Regions from separate parts of the Danio rerio genome. Here region 1 is linked to region 2. The links are chromatin contacts, called in public HiChIP or PLAC-seq maps. All regions are on one chromosome and are shown on one strand. Each heading gives the region's core, a stretch centred on a gene start, on an enhancer-like site or on the middle of the called end of the contact. The rest is flanking DNA. Distances are from core to core; before and after follow the strand shown.

The links. HiChIP or PLAC-seq counts read pairs in DNA pulled down with a chosen protein or histone mark.
Region 1: a contact with region 2 is called in an H3K4me3 HiChIP or PLAC-seq map of gastrula embryo, with 4 times the contacts expected there. The contact joins the promoter of stox2b here to the promoter of si:ch73-43g23.1 in region 2. A contact is called at or near these places in 2 of 4 datasets of contacts at active chromatin or transcription factors (embryo and gastrula embryo).

The regions. Positions count from the first base shown.
Region 1 is chr14:7,845,740-7,850,055 of GRCz12tu, reverse strand. stox2b (storkhead box 2b) reads left to right here and starts at 2,977. Exons shown (of 5, transcript XR_012390200.1): 1 at 2,977-3,832. LOC141377682 (a long non-coding RNA gene) reads left to right here. Exons shown (of 3, transcript XR_012390213.1): 3 at 1-1,331.
Region 2 is chr14:7,667,179-7,672,068 of GRCz12tu, reverse strand. si:ch73-43g23.1 reads left to right here and starts at 3,632. Exons shown (of 2, transcript XM_021481106.2): 1 at 3,632-4,056; 2 at 4,310-4,890. The coding sequence starts at 4,405. trpt1 (tRNA phosphotransferase 1) reads left to right here. Exons shown (of 7, transcript NM_001013291.3): 5 at 537-593; 6 at 680-790; 7 at 984-1,287. The coding sequence ends at 1,006.

The sequences.
Region 1 (4,316 bases), core at 1,728-4,227, 180 kb before region 2:
ATCACTAAGCAGCCCCAGATAGCACAGACAGCTGTCATCTCTTACCTTATGCTGTGCGCTTCAGGGCCATTCTCCTCTGTTTTTGAGGTAATGTGCATTAGTAATCCTTTTATATGTCTGATCAAACAAAAGAATAGTGAAATATGAAAACAATGATCGGTCCCTGTGGCTTGTAGAGCACCTCTCATCAGTTGGAATGCAATTACTTTTGCATAGATTATGGTAGAGACATTTTTGTTTTTTCCTATGATTACGGACATGTGCAAGAACCACAAAAATTAATTACAGAATGCTAGACCACACAGAACCTAAAAGGTACACTTTTAAATTTGAGTTTATAAAAAAAATACAAAAAGCGCCTCTTTTTTTTTTTAGGTGTTTATTATAACACAGATGACATATACAGTTATTTTAAACACTTTCAATAGTGTTTTATGAAATTTCACAGGGTTTTCTTTAAAATGATACCAAATTTTTATTTACACCTCTGCATGTGGATTTGGGAAGCTTTTAAATTTGGGTAGGCAAAATCCAGGGCGAAATCCCAAAATAACAGCAGAGTTTAACTGGTTTAAAACTCATTTACAATAGCCGATTTCTTGTCTTTGCCATGATGACAGTTCATAATATTTTACTAGATATTTTTCAAGATACTAGTATTCAGTTTAGAGTGACATTAACTAATTAGGCAAGTCATTGTTTAACGATGGTTCGTTCTGTAAGCAATTGAAAAAATATTGCTTAAGGGGGCTAATCATTTTTTACCTTAAAATGTTTTTTTAAAAAACTAAAAGCTGCTTTTATTCTAGCTGAAATAAAACAAACACGACTTTGTCCAGAAATAAAAAATATTACTGGAAATACTGTGAAAAATTTCTTTCTAAACATAATTTGGGAAATAGTTCCCAAATGATCATAATTTTGCCTTTAGCTGTATTTGTTTTGTATCAATACTGATTTTGCACATTTGACTGATATATTGCCCAATAGTATGGTAAAATTATACCATTGTGGTATCAAGTTGTAAATCCGTGGTAAACATACTACTGTTTATAAATTTAGCATTGTATCAGTTGAAGCCATATTGATGTCTGATGGACAATAATTGGATGAACAAAAACTCTTTTCTAGTTTTTTGTGCACTTGTACATGAATATTTTTTGTTTATTCTTTTCTTTTATTTTTTATTTATTTATTTATTTATTTATTTATTTTTGCATATCTTAGTGTTTCCTAAAAGGAAACAGAACAATCTTTGGTCAAAGTTATTATTAAAATAACTATTATTAGACATAAAAAAATCAAGGACATGCACATTTTTGTGTTCATAGAAAGAAGAAAAAATTGAGAAAATAACTAAAGAGAACAAATAAAAAACAAAAGAATAATAAAGAATGAAAGAACAAAAAACTAACAAAAGGAAAATTAAATAATGAATAAAAAATGAAATAAATAACAAACAAAAATTAAAAGTAAAGAACAAAAGAAAAAATGAACAAAAACGAGATAAAAAACATGAATGAAATGAAGCAAAAAATGAAAGAAAAAATGGACAAAAAACATTTGTTTGTCCATTAGCAACAAACTATTTACAAAAGACAAAAACTGTTTCTTGGAGTACCACTTGACAAAGTGACTTGGAAACATGACCTACTCAATGAGGATTTGAGATACTGGATTTGGATCCCATATTGTTTTTGTTGTTGTTCTGCCACTGAAAAGCTATTTGTTACATTGTTTGAAAAGTTGTATATAAAAAGTTATTGTTCATATCATATTCAGTCGTCAGTCTCTAATTTCCACACTGGGCCAATGTTGAAAATCTGCAACATCCCAGAACGCCTTGCATGAGAAGGTCTCTCTAAAAAAAAAGTCAGGATTCTATTGTACTACCCCATCTGATAATTTTCCCCAAATATCAGATTTTTCCTGTTTCTAAAACTTAATTTGAGCCTGAGAGGGTTAAGAAAGGAATTTGCGTGATATTTTACATTTAACGGTAATGGCTCACTTAGGTGTCATTTGTTAATTTATTATTATTATTATCATAATAATAATTATTATTATTATGTATGTTTTTTTCTTATTTGTTTCTTTTTGTTGTTGTTGTTGTTTACTTTATTTCTATCTCAATATGGTTCAGAGGGTAAGGAATGTGTTTAATTACCACACAGTATTTTTTTACACTGTGAAAGTAATGTGTTGTGGTTTTTCTTTCCCTCACTTGTAGTAGCTACCTCCCTGATTAAGAACTGTCAATAAAAAGAGTTAAACTAAATGTGAAGCGTCTTGAAGGGGGCGGGGTTTGCCGACTAGAGAGCATTTGATTGGTCACGATTTGATGAGAAAATAAGTATAAGGTGACGTGGAGAAAGCCGTTGATCCATTTAGGTGGAAATGACAAACAGGCTGAATGTTTATATCAGATTTATATCTTCTGAATGCAAATTTTGTGACTGTTTTGAACACACAATAGCTAGATATCCTACTGATACTAACATCTAAAAAACTATTTCAATCTCGGGACCTTTAAACTCGAAGGTTATTCCGTGTTTCAGTTCGCAGCTACTGGTTTGATTTTCTTGTTCAGCTCATTACATCCAGTAAATAACTCAATTTTGACCCATTTTCACCCCAAACTGTCGTATAATTAACATAAGTATTGGAAAATGTCCTCTGGACCAGTGTTGTTGTGATTTATTGTTTACTTTTTGCAGCTTTAATATTGCCGTTGTTTGAAAACACATTTTTGATAACATAACCAAGTGTTCTGTCGCCGACTGAAGCACTGTTTAAGTTTAAAACTGTGCTTGGTCGACAGGAGGAGGATTATTTCGTGACTATCTTCATTTTTGACTGACACTTGTACTGGGGAGTTCGATTGCGCCTGCAGTGCCTCTCCTCCGCCTTTAGAGGGCGTCCCTGTGTGAGCTGCGGGAGCTTCAAGGTAATAACCTGCTTTACACACCGTAAACCACACAGGCATCGTCACGCACCGGCCTGCAGGGATCCACCGCATCTCGACGAAGAAAAAAAATAATACGACAAATCTCTCCTTTTATGACTTTGACGCAAACGCGTTTTTCATCCGCGGACATTGAGAGAATGCTCTTCTCCATCCCGCATCCCCGCTGGAAGAGGATGTCATTATTTTCACGCCGTTGTCTCTGATCAAGGTGAGGAATGGATAATATGCGGCGATTTCAGCGGAGAATAACATGATCACCTGCGCGTTCTACCCTTAAAATGACATCCCGCATCCACCCAGGCCTTTGTTTGGAACGATAATGATTCGACGCTCTGTTTATCGCCACGATGCTCTTTTATTACAGTAATTGCATCACCTTATACAGGCAGGTCAAATGAACTAACGCGCAAACGCGCTCTTTGTCTGGCTGCGGGCGCGCGCTCAATCAGTCAATCAATCCATCCATCCATCGCCTTGTTTGCGCTTTCAGGCGCGGGGAATGCGTCGAGTCTAAGCGGGCATCTTCGAGAGGATCAATGGAGCCTTTCCTGCAGATCGCTCCGCACTCGCTGGCCATCGTGCTGTCGCGCGTCGTGGCGGAGGACGCGCCCGGGGTGACGGAGAGCGAGGAGCCGCCGCACCATCACACCGGCTACGAGATCTTCGCCGACTTCAAATCGCTCAACATGAAATATTTCTGGAATAAGATGGTGGCCGATGCCATCGCCGAGACATTTTTCCTGGGCTGGATAGACGAGCATGTGTTACTGATCCAGGGGAAGGAGGATCACCTGGAGGTGCTGAGGGAGGCTTGGATGAGGAGGTCCCTCAAACCACCGCAGGGCTTCGACATCAAATACCTCGGTGAGAATCTGATATATTTCCAGCTAATTCGATATAATAGAGAGCTGTTATTGCTGTTGTTATTAATTTGTATCGTAACCAATCGTTCTTCTAGGGTTTAAAGGGGGATAGTTTACCCAAAAATTATCATTTACTCACAATCAAGTGGTTCCAAACCACTATGAGTTTCTGTTGGCGCTTAAGAAGATAATTTGAAGAAAGCTGAAAACCTGTCACCATTGACTTTCATAGTACGTAAAACAAATGGAAGTCAATGGTTACTGGTTAGAACAATATTTCTTTATTAATTTTTTTGAGTGAACTGTCCCTTTAACAAAGTGTCATGCTATTTCCACATGGTACCATGGTAGTGCTATCGGATTTTGTTGTGTCATCTTATGAATTTGGTAATCATTTAGTTTGACTTGTATGTATCAAAATAAATGCAGTCTGGTGATGTTAAGGTTTTTGGACATACGCAATGTCTTTATAAGCCTTAATAATT
Region 2 (4,890 bases), core at 2,383-4,882:
CGCACCAGACAAAAGGTACAAGCAATAATTCCGATTACAGCGATAATGTGGAGAATATTGATCTTGTGTTGAGCCCACACGCTGAAAATGGCGGACGTGCAACAAGAAACTGAGGATATGATCCTGACACAAGGCTGTCAATCAATATTGGTGGGCGGGGGGACCGCTCTCCTACGTTAAGTTGTGGTCAGTCTGAAAACCGCTCCTATTGGTCCACCGTTTTTTTGTTGTTAAATTGAAAAAAAGGACTGTGTGTGTTTATATCATGCCAATATGACGGTCTATACACTATACTTGCACACATGTCTGTCCAAACAGCTTGAAAAGTAGATTTTTCACCATATGTGCCCTTTAAGGTAACTACAAATAAGTAGGTAAAGCAAATATCTGTTTTATTATTACTATTCTGTTAGGAGTATTCCCCAATACGTGCAATGTTTTCCCCCCCTTACTCATTTGCATCCCTGGAATATTTTAGAAAATCTAATTCTTCTCATGTTATTTATTATTGAAAATTGCCTCTATTCTGTTTCTAGGTATGCGACAGAGTTGTGATCTAGCTGTGTATATTGATGTCACGAAAGCAATGTCAGGTATTAATCATATTAAAACCAGTGAAGAGTTTAATATTATAGCGCAGAAGGCATAATAATCATTCTTCTCTCTGGTTGGTGTTCAGATGGGATTAAGTTCTTCTGGTCAGAGAACGGTGTGCTGTTGACTCCTGGAGATGCAGCTGGGATTTTAGCACCGTGCTATTTTTCACGAGCACAGAGACTAAAACCGTTACGTAAGTCACTTAAAATTGTGCTACAAACTTAAGACAGTTCCTATTGATTCAACTTATTTCCTGTTAAGTTCAATTCTATATTAGTTTTTTCCACTTATAATACATTTATTTGGTATTTTATAGAACAGATCATTCGATTTGAAGAGATTAAGGAACTTCTTTAAGGAATAATGCTTTTGTTTTGTTTTTTCAGCTTGTGACATTGAACTGCATTAGCTGTTGGAGAGGATCTCCTTCTGACTGGACGTTTTTCTGACCATGAACTATAAAAAAAGCTTTCAAAAGAGGAAGATTTGTTTCTTAAAGATATATCTTTTAAATGAATGCAATGACCCTGTTTATTATACTCCAATGTTAATAGATAGAAATAATACTGTCCTCCACAAATCCCTTAACAAGCACAGAATTGTTCAGAATTACCTTTAAAGAGATGCACTCAAAAATGATTGTTGCTGCTTGTTCAAACTACTTTTTTAAAATAAGCCAAATATCAACATAATTCTTGAGTTGTGTTTTTTTTTTTTTTGGGGGGGGAGAACTTAAAAGTTTTATGTTCAATCCACTTAAATTTATAAGAACCATTAAGTTAACTTAATCATTTTGTTTTGTACAACATGAAGGATGTTTTTTTTTGTCTTTAATCACAAAAATGAAAATTTACTCACTATTTACTAACACTCAAGTGGTTTCAAACCTTCATCAAGTTTTTTTTTGTAATCTGAACAAGACAATAATATATTGAAGGTGTTTACATGAGTTGTTTTGTGAATGTTCCTTTCATATGTTTTACATGTTATAGCACTTAATTCGATTAATGTCATAGTGTTACCACGCTATCCACGTTTCCTCTGGAGTTTCATGCAATTTCAGCTGTTTCATTTTTAATTTGTCGACTTTAACTGTGGTTTGGCACTTTCACTTTCATTCAGGAGAATTTCATGCATGCCCCCGTGAAAAAAACAAGATATTGGATGCGAGTATGAACTGCTGGAAGAGTGTTGTTTTAATGAAATTTGATACCGCATGCCCCCCTTTGAATTTTTTTTATTTTTTAAATATTTCCCAAATTATGTTTAACAGAGCAAGGACATTTTTACAGCATGTCTGATAATATTTTTTCTTCTGGATAAAGTCTTATTTGTTTTATTTCGGCTAGAATAAAAGCAGTTTTTAATTTTTTTTTAAACATTTTAAGGACAAAATTATTAGCCCCTTTAAGCTATATATTTTTTCAATAGTCTACAGTACAAATCATCATTATACAATAACTTGCCTAATTACCCTAACCTGCCTAGTTAACCTAATTAACCTAGTTAAGCCTTTAAATGTCACTTTAAGCTGTATAGAAGTGTCTTGAAAAATATCTAGTAAAATATTATGTACTGTCATCATGGCAAAGACAAAATAAATCACTTATTAGAAATAAGTTATTAAAACTATTATGATAAAAAATGTGCTGAAAAAAATCTCTTTGTTAAACAGAAATTGAGGGAAAAAATAAACAGGGGGCTAATAATTCAGGGGGGCTAATAATTCTGACTTCAACTGTACATACTGTATAATGGATGGCTGCATATCTGAAAGATTGCTTGGCATTTTGTATACAAATTGTCGAGTGACCTTCTTTTATTTCTGAGCCACGGCATATTTGTCAAAAAATAGAATATCTAAATACACACACCCAAAGATAGCTATGTGTCATGTTTCTGCGGGGGGATTTCTGCAACCAAGTTTATGTACAGTGCACTAGATAAAGACAAAAAACAGACCTTGTATTTTCATGTCTCATTATATGTACTACACTTGTTTGAACTGCAGAAATTCTTTGTCTTTTCTGATACAACTACTATAAACAGCTGCTAAAGGTTTCCTCTTACTAATTTAATAAAGCTGTGCAAAATCACGCAGTTTTTCAGTTAACACTATTAAATGGTCTGCAGCTTGAATTCATGGTCATTCACAGTTTTGTTTTGACTGTCCGTCAGCTGATCAAAGACCTATTCTTGGTATTGTCAAGCTGCTTGTGCTTTTGGATTTCAGTCAGTGGTGTTGTGTGAACACTAAATCCCAGCACTGCAGAAGCGCTCAGCATTCTTTCCCAGTAAGATGATGGACTATTTTGTAACCACGTGGAACTAATATACTTTGACATTCTGAACAAAGAGCAAGACAGTATGGAAAGAAGGCAGTTTACTGCATGTTGTGCGTTCAAGTGGTTACCAGCAGCATTTTCAAGCTCAAACCATTCATTAATTAGTTTTCCTTTGACTTAGTCCCTTATTTATCATGGGTTGCCACAGCGGAATGAACCGCCAACTATTCCAGCATATGTTTTACGCAGCGGATGCCCTTCCAGCCACAAACTATTACTGGGAAAACACTTATACACTCTTTCACACACACATACTCATGCACTACGGCCAATGTAGTTAATCCTATTCACCTATAGCGCATGTCTTTGGACTGTGGGGGAACCCACACCAACACGGGTAGAACATGCAAACTCCACACAGAAATGCCAACTGGTCCAGCCTGGACTCAAACCAGCGACCTTCTTGCAGTGCGGTGAGAGTGCTAACCACAAAGCCACACAAGCTCAGAATCACGATTTTTTAAATAATCTTTACAAGTAAAAAGAAACATCAAAAGTAGTGTGAGGAGTTTTCTAGAACAAGATGTCGCAATCTAATACTAGAGAAAGTTCAGTGTATACTTTGTAAAGCTGGCGTTCGTGTCCTCTATGTGTCTCTAGGCAGCCTCTCAAAGCAGAGTTTCCCCTGATAGAAGAGGTCTAAAATTAGGAAGCCCCTATGACTGTTTTGGCCTAGTGTGTCAAATTCCATTCGCAGGCTCCGTCTATGCTATCGCAGCACCTGCTCTTAGCTGTAACCCCCTATTAAGCTTGGCAGAGGCATGCACCTATGTTAAAGCATGATTAAAAAAGCCGCAGGTCAGTTTCATCATGTCCTTTTTTCTGTGCATGCTTTTTAAAAAGTGGTATCAATCGATGATTGAAATAGCCAGGCTCTGCTAGCTCAGACGTGGCTAATGGCACAGCATTTTTTGGGGCTTAGCTTAAGGGGCTGGACATTTCTGTGCACCGAGTGGCCTGTTTCGATGAAGGGTCAGTTTGGCACTTGGAAACCTGGACCCCCCAGCAGGAGCCTCATTCACAGCTCATGGTTCAGTGCGTAACTGTCCCCTGTGAATGTTCTCTGGAGAGGCTGCTCCATTGAAATGACCACATGGGAAAACAGCGGAAAAAGGCAAGTATTCAATTTGATGGCTTTTATGTGAACTTTTGTGCATGTATGTTGTTACACTGATTGGTACTGTACATATTTTTGCATCAGTAAGTCTCCAAGCCGTTCAGCTACCTTAATAGTGACCTTTTAGTCAAGCACAGTTTTGTAAAGGTAAAAAGACAATCATTTTAGTAACTAGAATTTAGGACTGTAGCTCACAAAAAGAAATGATTTACAGTTAACAAGATTGTACGATTTTCCTTTCATGTTTCAGATGTGAACAGATTCAAAAACTGCTGAATGGCAAGCTCAGACATTTATAAACTGCTCAAGAGACCACCCAATGTCTGGGATATCTGAAGTGAAGAAATGGAACGCTGGGTTTTAGAAGGAGACAGCTACTCTTTCCTTCGCAGTGCTCCACACACATTTAACCTGCAGAATCGCGAAGGGCCGAATCGCGTTGAGATATTTGACATCACTTCAATCCCCAGCCATCGCAATGCCATATCCGAAACAACCTGTCTGTGTGACATTTTTGGAGATGACGGCGAGTCCCAGTCACTTTCCAGTAGCCCAGCCTCTGCTACATATGCCAGGAAGGAAATTGAACAGCCTTTCCCAGCAGATGATGCCAATGACTCCTCAGGATCTTATCACACTGCCAATGGATCTGACTTAAGTGACAACGCTGAAGTCACCTACAGCACACCCTCTCCAAAGAATACACAAGATTTTTGTACATCAGAGAACAGTATAACTGATTCACCGCCACCTGAATCAACCGTCTTGTCTGATTTCCAAAATGGAATTAATGCATTTGACTGCACACCACCTGCACCCGAAGTGAATGGT